Regions from separate parts of the Mus musculus genome. Here all the other regions are linked to region 1. Evidence: chromatin contacts called from public HiChIP or PLAC-seq and promoter capture Hi-C data. All regions are on one chromosome and are shown on one strand. Each heading gives the region's core, a stretch centred on a gene start, on an enhancer-like site or on the middle of the called end of the contact. The rest is flanking DNA. Distances are from core to core; before and after follow the strand shown.

Region 1 (3,821 bases), core at 803-3,302:
CTCAGTGATTAAGAGCACTGACTGCTCTTCCAGAGGTCCTGAGTTCAAGTCCCAGCAACCACAAAGTGGCTCACAACCATCTGTAATGGGATCTGATATACTCTTCTGGCATGTCTGAAGACAGCTACAGTGTAACAGTATAAATAAAAATAAATAATATTTTAAAAATTAAAAACTAATACTGACATAAAAGGAAAATATAAAGGTTGCTCTACATAGATTTTGCTAGCCATATATATCATACTTAACAGGCAAGACTGTTAGCTATTTATGGTTGATTTGTATCTATCCGGGGATGGAAGTGTACAAGGCTGGCAGCCTTCTACCATTTAGTGACATATGAAACCACAAAATTCTACAATTGAGGTACACCTTACTTTCCAAGATGTTTAAAGACTATGGCTTTTTATGTTTCTAAGATCGTGATGTTTTACACAGTTTGAGACACAAAAATGTATTGATGTGCCTTGGACCAGCCTCAGTCAGCCTCCCTCAATCCGCGGAAAAAAATTTCAGGGTTCCCGTTGCAGGCAGGCATGGAGTTGGGACGAAAAAGGTGACAAACAGACACAGACACAAGGGAGTGCTGTATCTGGATGTAATTTGTCAAATTGAGCACCAGTCTTATATTACAGACGAAAAACAAGAAGGCTAGGCGAATACATTTGCCAAGGTACATTGGTTCTTACACAAAACAAAGAAAATGCATACATAAAAAGATAATGGGAGCCAGGCCTTGTTTACAACTGAGAATAGAAACAATCCTTAATTAAGATCAGCCAAACACAGGAGCCAGGTGAATGCTCTGATGCAATGCTAGTCTATTGTTAAACCCACCTACAGTGGTCCTTTAGTAAATACCTGATTATGCTATTCCTCTGGGCCTAGTGAAAAACCTGCACCAGGGGAATTCCATTCTACTAACCCTTTCATGAGTAATACTCCAACCCACCTATTTCCTAGGCCATTGTGTATTCCTGTGTTTGGGTGAAACTCAGCTATTGTTCTAAGTAATTACTATGCAGACTGGCCCTGAGCTTTTCTAGCTCTGTTCTAGTAAATTGTAATGTCTGATTATTTTCACTGTCTCTACTAGAAGTGAATTTGAATGTTACTGAATAGGTAACATTCTTACTGAATTCCAAGCTCAGGGTCAGGACATTGGAACACTGACAAAGGCTTAGCTATATGTCAAAATCAATCCTTAAAGGCACTTATAATAAAACAATACTGAAAGAGAGCACACGAATCCATACACCAGACTAACGCTGGGACAGGGTTTGAGTATACGTGCTATTGGAATGCCAAGGCTCCAGGAGGCGAAGTTTCCGTGAAAGTCTTCACCTCATGACTGCTTCCAGGTTTCTAAACCTGTAATGCGAGTCACTACTGGAGTGGATGTAGCACTGATGTATTTCTTGGATATTAATATTTTTTTAAGGTTGGTTGAGCCTTTGACTACATACCATTTTAGTTATCTAAAAGCAAAGAATAAACTGTTGGTCAGCAAGCTTTTCTCTGGTTACACGAACTGAATTATCTCTGAATTACATCTGGATATAGAACTCCCACCCCCACCCAGCCCTGAAGGCCAATGTCACTTGTCCACTGCAATGATAGCTCACGACCACCCTTCTGTGGCTGTCAGCGCGAGCGCGGGGCGGTGCCTTTTGAGTCAGGGCTTCTAGCAATCACCAGCGCCAGCATCTATTAATACTAACCTCCAGTGGGGGAAGAGCAGGCCAGCGGCGGAGCCGTGCGTCTCAGGACTAGGGAGGCCTCGGAGCTCCTCTGACCCGCTTGATCGAGGAAAGGCGCCCTCTGACCCGCTTGATTGAGGAAAGGCGCGGAAACCCCGGCCCGCCGCCGCCGGTGTCCACGCATGCACGCAAGGGCAGCTGGGCGGCTCGCAGCTGTCTTGAGCTTCCGCCGCCAGTGCGGGAGGCTTCGGGAGCAGGTCCCGCCAGCGGCCAGAGGCTTGCCAGCTCCCAACATGGTGGCGGCGGCGTCAGGGAGGGCGGTGCCACATGGCGTAGCAGCCAATGATCTTCCGGGCTGCGCCGCCGGCAGCACAGGAGAGGCGGAAGTGCCGCGGGGCCGCCTTCCCTGTCCCGGCTGCGGCCCCTGCCGGTTACATAATCTGTCGCGGGGGACCGCGCAGTCCCACGTCCGGCTTCCCGGCTCCCCCAGGATGCGCTGAGCCTTGAGACACCGTCCGCTGCCGCCGGCTCCCGTCCGAGGTGAGGCAGCCGGGGGCCTCGGCGGGTGCAAATCGGGGCGGTGAGGAGGTCGCTGTCGCGACACCGAGGGCACTGCCCGCCCGTGGGAGGCCGGGTTTTCCGGAGAGCCCCTTACCCACCCCTGCGCGGGGCGCTTCTTAGCGCCCAGTTTGTTTCCGTGACGGCGGCGAGGGGCGCGGTGGGGCGTCGGGAATTGGCCTTTCTGGGGACCCTCAGCCAGTAATTGCAGGAATTGGGAGATGGAAAGGCGGCATCCTCTGGTTTTGGAGGTGAAGGGTCTGGTCGACTCTTCTAGCTCCAGCCTGCCTCCCTTAAGGGACTTGTTGAGCTGGGGGTAATTGTCGACTTTTTGCACGCGTGAAAGCCGAGGACCCTGCTTTAGGTCTGTCGCGTCTTTTCATTCCAGCAGTACTTTTGGTATTCCGGCACATGGAAGCTAAGCGGACCCTCCATAATCGCCTCTGACTTATTTCTTCTGAATTGGAGAAAACATTTGCCAAGGAGAAAAGGGGATCTATGACCAGTGCTGCTGTCTTGGGCTGGGGCTGTGGAGAGGGTACTCTGGGCCTTCTGAACCTCCAGCAAATGCCTGCCTTGCTGGTGTCAAAACCCAAGGCTTGGGGAGCCAGGCTGCAATAAACATAAACTTTGGCTCCTTTATTGATCTCTTAACTCTGCCAAGTCCCAGAGCCATGTGCTTTTGGGTCATTCTTGTCACCCTTTGGTCTTGAAAGAAGAGACTCACAGCCTAACTCTGTGGCTCCTGTGGTGTCTGGAGTGCTAATTAAGGAAGTTGCCAAAGAGCTTTTCCTTTTTCAAAGTACTAGAAACATAAAATCCCTGAATTAGTCTTGGCTTGTCTGCTGGCTTGTGTGACCCAGCAGGCAAAGTCATGTTACTCCCGAAATCATCTATGCAAAGACTTGAGTCCACAAAACCATGTGACATGGAGGAGAGTTTTAGAAGGCCTGTGACCTTGTTACCAGCCGAAATGTCAGGAAGAGGAAGGTCTGGGACAAAAACAGCATATAAGTACACACAGAGAGAGATGCACACACCAGTGAACTGCGAGTTAGTACAATGTGATTAAAAACTAGAGGATGCCGAAGGGCCATCGTGCCAAAGTAGTACACTGCTCATGGCAGGGAACATAAGTCTACACACCTCCTTTTAGGGTTTTTGTATACAACAAGAATAATATGCCAGATGTAAGCCCCCTGAGAGTGGGGTTTGCATTGACTCTTTAAAAAGGTTGTAGTTTGCTAGATTTTCATCTTACAGACCTAGACAACCCCACATCAGGCTTCCTGGGCTGGGTTTCCATGAAAATTGTTACATCTTGTCACAGAATTAAGTCTGGTCTGGTGTCAGCACACCAGCACCAGCATAAAACATACAATTTCGGGTTGTTGGTTTTTTTAAGTCTCAATGTGTCTTGTCCTTACTATCTTTAACCTCTTTAAGTTGTAACTTGAAGAGATTTTGTCAGTGTTTGTTTAACCACACCCACACACCCGTGTGGAGAGTATCTTTAGATTTGACTTGTCCAAGTTGCATAGCAACAACAAGCTTCTGACCAGA
Region 2 (3,821 bases), core at 923-3,422, 910 kb after region 1:
TTCAGTGTGGTCTGCCATCTCAGGAGCCTTCATTGTGATCTGCCATCTAAAGTCTAGGAATACTTGTCCCAGGACCCTATTATCACCAAAGTTGTCTGATGACTCAAAAAAGAGGCATCAGGTAGGTGTAAGGGGCCACAGGCTCAGAACTGTGTGGGTGGTAGTTCTGGGAGGGGAGGTAGTTGTAAGACAGGCTGAGGGCATAGAGCTATAGCCTCTGTAGTGGGATACCTACCCTGCAGCCTCTCCTACAAGACACAGTGCCTCCCAGAAATGAGTCCATTTCTATTGTGTACAATCTACTTCTAAGTTCTCTCACAGGACAAGAAACCTCTCATCCACACTTCCAACACCCACCCCAGGAAAGACCAAGAACTCTGGAGAACTCCATACATGCTATGTCTCACTAGAAGATCTTTTACTTACAAGACAGAGAGTTTCACAGAGCCAGTCTCTTCTCCCTTTCAAATGAAGAGAGTGTGTGACAGACTGGTGTTCATAGCTATGGAGCCAATTACAAAGGCCTGTGGGACTCAAAGCTGTAACTATGAGGTCACCAACTGTGCACTTCAACCCTGTTCTAAAGCTTAAAAAACATCCATGGCACCAGTAGGTTCAAAATGGGCAAGCTTGAAACATACAAAAGAGCCAAGAGAACAAGGCCAAGGACTGAACAAGCAGACAACTCACTTTAATTATTGCCAGCATAATCTGCTGGGACAACCAGGCCTCTGGGACACATTCCATTTTCTCTCTCTCAAAACAGTTTTGTCCCCTGAAGTGTTCTTTACACATTCCCTCTTTCTTCTGGTCAGCTACCTTCTCAACATCCATGTAAAGGTCTTTCCTGGTTCTAAAAACACATCCTATAGAAACCCTCCAAAACCCTTTGGATCGTCAGGACTGGGAGGCAGACTGATTTTCAAATAGCCAAGGGGAAAAAAAAAATCAATAAGCAACAAGATTTCTAAGTCTAGTTAATAATATGTAAGCTTTACTAGGAATGGAAATATACTATTATCTGCATGTACTTTGGCATGAAAATAAAAGACTGAAGGATAAGTACCCAATAAAGATATTAATTGTACATTCTAGGTGGTAGTCCATAGGTGTGCACTGTAAAGTTCAACGGTTTTTGTATGCTTTGAATTTTTCCTAACTAATGTCAAGGTAGAGGAGGTCTTTGAGATAGTGAGTGACCAAAAATATCTTTCTTATTATGAGCAGAGAGCAAGAAGAGCAGACATGTTCACCTCTTTCTTCCCACCCAACTCTGGTCAGCACCAACAAGCTAAGGACCAGAAAGAGCAGTCCTATTTGCCCAGAAAATGCCCTGTTTGGAGTACACTACAAAACTGATATAAAAACTACTGCATGCCCTCTCCCCAAAGTCCCTGATCCTTACTCCCAAGACACAGATTCTCAGTTCCAAGTGTGCATGAGAATTTCTGGAGAGCTTACTAAATGCAGATTTCTGGGCCTTACCCCATAAATACTCAAATCAGATCCTGGGGAATGGGGAAAGTCCAGGTCTTTCTGATACAGAGGATCCTATCCTGATCACTCCATCTTCCTTGACACCTGTTGAGAGGTCCCAGGAGACCCACCTTCTCCAAGGTCCTGGATGGCTTGGGGCTTCGCCAGCCCCTCGCCTTCCTAACGTCCTGCCGGAGCGCCACGTAGAGCCAAGTCTAGACCTGCAAACCGGCGGGGGAAAGAGGGCGAGACGGCCTCCTCCAGGACCGCCAAGGTCACCCGCGGGTCTCTGAGGCTTACCTCAGGGATCCTCCCCGACCGATCGCCGTTCCTCAACCCTCCATACCCCGAGGAAAATGGCTCGTACAGCCGTCGCTTACAGAAAAGTAGAAAGGCGTGATAATCACCCGAGTGGGCTGGCCCTTCTCTGGCTGATATCCCCTGTCTGCAGGCCCAGTTCGCTCGGGGCCCTGGAATGCTAGCCCTCGCAGCCCCGCAGCTGCAGCCACGCCGAAATCAACTGCCCTGATTTTGCGTGGCGTTTCGGAGGGAACGGACTCCACCACGACAACCCAGGCCCGTTTACCTCGAAATCCAGAAGCCTGAGGCCAGAGGGACAGAGATCTGCAGTGGTCCGGCCCGCTGCTCCGAGGAGCCCCTCTACCAGAGGACTCGCAGCACTCACCGCCCCCGCACCGAGAGGACCCTGGAATTTGTAGTCTTTCGGCGCACCCGCAGCATTCCCTGAGGCGGGAGCCTACAGCTCCCGGCACCCACCGCGCGGCGGGTGAGGGCGGAGCTCGGCGGGCTAGGTCACGCGGGCGGAGGGTTTCGAAGCCTAGCCCCCGCCTCGGCGTGTGAGAGGGGTCCCTTCGGAAGCCGCTTGGAAGTCTCAGAGGTGACTCACCGTCAGTTCCAGCCCCTCACCGGCCAAGCGCTGCCGCAGGAAAGGCTGCCTCAGCCCCGTAGCTGTCCAGAGGGAACCGCAAGGCTGTGGAGAAAGGCCCAACCTCCTGGCCTCTCGCCTTAGGGCGGGGCTTCGCGCCTCACGCAATGAGCTTGGATGACGTCAGTGGAGGCCCGTTGCGGGTGGGAGACGAACGAGTGGTAGTTCCCCAGGCCTTTATGATGGGGGGGGGAAAGGCTCGAAAGAAAGATGGTGGTGCTAGCGCTCCCTCAGGCCAGCCAGCCAGGCGTGCTGCGCACCCCAAGAGTTGAGGGAGAGCTACCACCCTTGCCCTAAGCTGCCTGGGCTTTCATGAAGCTGTGAACCACACCAGCTGTCCCTGCCCTCACACAGATTCCACTCTGACAGACAATACACAAATAAGCCACAAAATGACCAGCATCTCAAAGGAAAGCAACAGGATGTCCCAACAGAATTAGAGTGTTGCCTCTGAGTAGGGAAGGTAGGAAAGGCTATGTTGGGATGAGGTGTGAAGTAAAGAAAGAGACTGGCAGTCGTGGCGCACGCCTTTAATCCCAGCCCTCGGGAGGCAGAGGCAGGCAGGTTTCTTAGTTCGAGGCCAGCCTGGTCTACAGAGTGAGTTCCAGGACAGCCAGGGCTATACAGAGAACTCTGTCTCCAAAAAACAAACAACAACAACAACAAAAAAAAACAAAAACAAAAAAAAAAAGAAAGAAAAGAAAGAAGACTGGTATAGATGAACTTTTGAAAGGCACTTTGGCCAGCAAGGTGAAGACTGGAAGACAGCACCAAGGTCATCAATGAAGTTTGGATTTATTGCACATGGAAACTAAAGCTCTCTTCTTTTTCTTTTGTATTTGTGTGTGTGTGAGGCACGCATGTATGTCAAAGGGCAACTTTCAGGAGTCAGGCCTCCTTCCAGCATGTGGGCTTTGGTTCTCACTCAGGTCTTCCAAAATGGCAAAGACCCATGAGCCATCTCACGGATCCTTTTGTATGTTTAGGCAGGGTGTTCCTCTGAGTCTTTCAGGCTCACAACCATCCTCCTACCGCTCAGTCTGTCAAGTGCTGGGATTACAGGCAGGGAGACATCACAATTTGAGGAGTTTTAAGCATTAGAACTACAACTGAGTTTCATTGGTCACGGGTTTTGTACTGCACATTTCATCTGACCAGTAACATATTATTCCAAAATCAATACTTGTATTTTCACGTTTATTCATGGACATATGGATCCTGTGCATTGTTAACTGAGGTTAATTAAGAGCAACCTGTTAACAAAATATTGCATGTATAGTGTTAGTGGTTTTGTTGTTTAAAATGGCCCTAAGGGTAGAGTTGAAGTGCCATCTAGTGTTTCTAAGTAAAACTAGATTTGATGTCCTTTGTGTGAATTATACCCGTTAATGATTAACTT
Region 3 (3,821 bases), core at 341-2,840, 800 kb after region 1:
ATGTATACTAAATTTAAGGTTTAAGCATATACTTCTACACATTTAGACACCAGCTTTTATAGCTTTTTTAAAAAATTTTTGTAATAAACTGATGACATGACTGTTCCATAGTATGCTAGACCTGGTAATTTGAGGAGAGAGAGAGGGAGAGGGAGAGGGAGAAAGAGAAAGAGAAAGAAAGAGAATCGAAGGGTTATAAGCTTGGGGAAGTGGGACCCATGAGCTGCAGAGTTTGAAGTTGGGGAAGAAGTGAGAAGAGCTAGGATGCTAGCATGAACTTTGAAATTTGAAACAGGTACTTTTGGTACAAGGGAGCCTGAAGGCCTGATGTGCTTTGGTATGCTAATAGTCACCACAGATAGCCACGTGTCCCTTCAGCCAGGGATAAAGAAAATGACTCCTTTTGATAATAGGAACCAGCTTCACAATTTTTTTTTTCAAAAACAGGATTTCTCCAGGTAGCCCCAACTATCCTGGAACTTGCTCTGTAGTCCAGGCTGGCCTCAATCTTAGAGATCTGCCTATCTCTACCTCCCATGTGTTGGGATTAAAGTTGTGAGAAACCATTGCCTGACTTGCTGGTTTTTATCTAACCACTAGAAATCCTGTACTCCAGGTTGAGTCTTATTTCTGGATATTTGTACTGCCTTTTGGAGTTTGGGGAGTTGGATTTTCCTTCGGGCCTAACTCGAAGATGGGGGTCTCATGTAGCCCAGACTATCTCGAATTTGCTCTATAGCTGAAAATGATCTTGAACTCCTGATCATCCTACCTCAATCTAGTCTGGCAGCTTTTGGTGTTTTCGTCACTTGGAATACTACATCTGTACTCGATTCACTTTTCATCAAAGTTCAGTTATGGACATTATGACTCAGAAAGTTTAACAGCCCACCCCCACCCCCCACTGCCAAGCCTTATGCGTGTAAGAAACTTATCATAAGAAACAGATCGAGTACACTGGTATGCTTGTAACTGTGCACCTTTGATAGCACTTACCGTTGTTACTTAATAAGAAGTCTGTCCCTGTAAGGCGAGTTTGCTCCCCTGGAGCGGGTTTCCTCTAACATTCTTTCTAGAACATGGATAACAAACAGCAGGCGCACAATACATAATAGGCATTTACAATGCTCATTGAATTTTCGCTACAGGTTTGGAGAAGGCTAACGTGTTTAAGACGGACCTGAGTGTTTCAAGTTCTGCTGGGAAGGAATCAGACGCGGAAAAACTGCAGCCAACAACCGGGGTGGAGCCTTTCTGAGAGAACATGTAATAAGATGTAATTTTCAGGGTCAAGGGAGGGCATCCACACGGGGTATACCGGAATCTGATACTGACGCCGCGTTGTCTGCTGGGGTTTGTAGTTCCTGCCAGGGCAAGGCTCGCTAGATTATGGTTGCTGCACTCAGCGACAACATTCACAAGTAAAGTGCAGCATTCGTTCCTACCTCACAAAATTCCAATACAGGGAAAAGTTACAAACTGACATCCTCATAGTCTAGCACTTGTACACGTTGGCCTAGGTTCTACCGTTCGGAGACCGAGGCGCGTGCGCAATGCTTACGCTCTGCGTGCTACGGATGCCTCGCCTCCGGAAGACGCGACCGGCGAGGCGGGCCAGTGACGGTCTGCGCAGGCGCAGTGTCCCCGGGCCAAAATGGCTGCGTGGTGTTCCCCACGCTGGTTGAGGGTGGCAGTGGGGACTCCCCGGCTGCCGGCTGCAGCGGGGAGAGGGGTCCAGCAGCCCCAGGGGGGCGTAGTGGCAACATCCCTGTGTCGCAAGCTGTGCGTCTCTGCCTTCGGGCTTTCCATGGGCGCTCACGGCCCCCGGGCGCTGCTGACATTGAGACCCGGTGTCCGCCTCACAGGTGAGGGAGGCTTCCAGCTCTGGAGTAGAGGCTCCTGGGATTAGAAAGGGCGATTCGGCTCCATCTGATGACCAGGGTAGCGGGATGGAGATGTCTTCCGGCCCAAGAGAGGAATTTCTGGGGACACAGGCAAGCAGGAGGCAGAGAGGCCAAGGTGCTGGCTACCCAGAAGCCGTCGAGGGGAAAGAGCTGCGTGGAGCCGGAGGTGTTGAAACGCTCCGAACGCCATGAACCTTCACCTCTGTCAACAGTTCACCTCTCTGTCCAGGCTGCTGCCCCCTTGTCATAGCCCTTCTCTTTTTCTTCACGCTCTAGCTTGTAGTGGAAGATGTAACTGCCATTTAGTGAGTGCTAGGCACCCATAAATCAAGGGAGATGCAGGTGCTTGCCCTCATTAAGGTTAGAGAGTGTGATGAATTGTCATTTCATAGCGTTCATCCTAAATATCACGTGGTGTAATAGAAGGGCATTTATCAGTCTTTTAGAATCCTTAAGTCAGTGAATGTAATAATGGAGTCTAACATTTATTAAACATTGTGTAGGAAGTATGATTTCACTCCTTGGAGAATGTTTCAATGTGACAGGCATTGTTAACCATTCCATTTTATGGAGAAACAGGTTTAGATGTTAAAAAACTTGAAAAAGTCACAAAGCTAAAAACTGGTAGACTTGGTATGGTACCTACCTTCCTTATAGCTGGAGGGGATGCCAAATTAGTGTGCATTAAGCCTTGAAGTGTTTTAGCCACGATCTTGTCTGTCTCTTTAAAAAATATTTTTGTAAGTTATTTTGAGTTCTGTGTGTCTGTGTGTGGGTATGTGCTCTTAAGTACAGGTGCCCAAAGGGGCCAGAGGCATCTGATCCCCTGTAATTATGAGCTGCTAGACTTAGGGACTAGGAACTGAACTTGTGTCCTCTACAAGAGCAGTATGTGCTTTTAATTGCTGAGCCATCTTTCTGTCATCATAGTTCCTTATACTGTGTTATCACTTAATTTTCAGTGAGAATGAAGGAAGCAAGCACTGAACTTTATTTTGGGTAGTTCTAGGGATCAAGCATAAGGCTTCATGCATGCCTTAGAGTGGCTTTTAAATTATGTATCCTTGTGTGAGAGAGATATGGAGGCGCATGTACACAGGCACTAAGTATTACTTCTGTATGAAAGCATAACTGAAGAACTGCAGTTGGCTTTCCTCAAGTCAGCCCATAGGCTACAGTGGGCATATTTTATCTCAAGTGACAATATGTGTGGACATGGCATCCTGTAGTGGTGTATCCTGACACCACATCTAAGGTCATCAGTTTGGCCCCAAACTTTAGTCTGTGATCATTCCTCAAGTCCCAAACAGGGGCTGGAGAGATGGCTCAGCTGTTCAGAACGCTGACGGCTTTTCTAGAGGACCCAGGTTCAATTTCAATTCCCAGCACTCATATGGTAGCTCTCAGCTGACTGTGGCTGTAGTTCCAGGGGATCTGACACCTCTTCACAGACATACATTCAGTCAAAATACCGAAACATATGAACTAAAAAGAAATCATAAAAAAGAAATCTCCTAACCAGAAAGAAATCAGCAATTAGCTACTGGATTAGGCATTCTTAGAACAACATGAAGACTAATCCTATTCTGGGTTCAAAAAGCAAGACATGTGCTGGGCATACTTTGTAGAGAAAAAAAATAGATATTTCCTAGTAGTTGCTAATCATTGGCCTTTAGAATAGAAAAAAGCATCCGCTGTGTAATAGTTACCTGTGGTTATTCACAGTTTCCTTGAGCTGTCTGCTGATGTCGTAGAAGCTGGTACAGCTGACAAACTTTTGCCACTAATAGACTCATGCTCCTGATAATGGAAGGAGTGAGGAGTACAGGAATACAGCCAGGCAGGTAGCAAGTAAAGAGATCCAATATAGGATCACCAAGTATCGAGGTCTAATGTCTTCTCCGGGAGTGACTGAAG

What was found. Promoter capture Hi-C pulls out the DNA fragments that hold promoters and counts their contacts. HiChIP or PLAC-seq counts read pairs in DNA pulled down with a chosen protein or histone mark.
Region 2: a promoter capture Hi-C map of liver shows a contact between it and region 1, with 2.3 times the contacts expected there. The contact joins the promoter of Cdip1 here to the promoter of Naa60 in region 1. A contact is called at or near these places in 2 of 39 promoter capture datasets (cranial neural crest and liver) and 1 of 484 Hi-C or Micro-C datasets (CD4 T cells).
Region 3: a FOXA1 HiChIP or PLAC-seq map of pancreatic cancer cells shows a contact between it and region 1. The contact joins the promoter of Dnaja3 here to the promoter of Naa60 in region 1. A contact is called at or near these places in 4 of 115 datasets of contacts at active chromatin or transcription factors (bone marrow-derived macrophages, memory CD8 T cells, microglia and 1 more).

The regions. Positions count from the first base shown.
Region 1 is chr16:3,882,567-3,886,387 of GRCm38.p6, forward strand. It overlaps Naa60 (N(alpha)-acetyltransferase 60, NatF catalytic subunit), which reads left to right and starts at 2,053. Exons shown (of 7, transcript NM_029090.3): 1 at 2,053-2,240. It also overlaps a transcript of Zfp597 not described here.
Region 2 is chr16:4,787,769-4,791,589 of GRCm38.p6, forward strand. It overlaps Cdip1 (cell death inducing Trp53 target 1), which reads right to left and starts at 2,173. Exons shown (of 6, transcript NM_025670.5): 1 at 2,063-2,173.
Region 3 is chr16:4,682,480-4,686,300 of GRCm38.p6, forward strand. Dnaja3 (DnaJ heat shock protein family (Hsp40) member A3) reads left to right here and starts at 1,591. Exons shown (of 11, transcript NM_001135112.1): 1 at 1,591-1,865. The coding sequence starts at 1,655.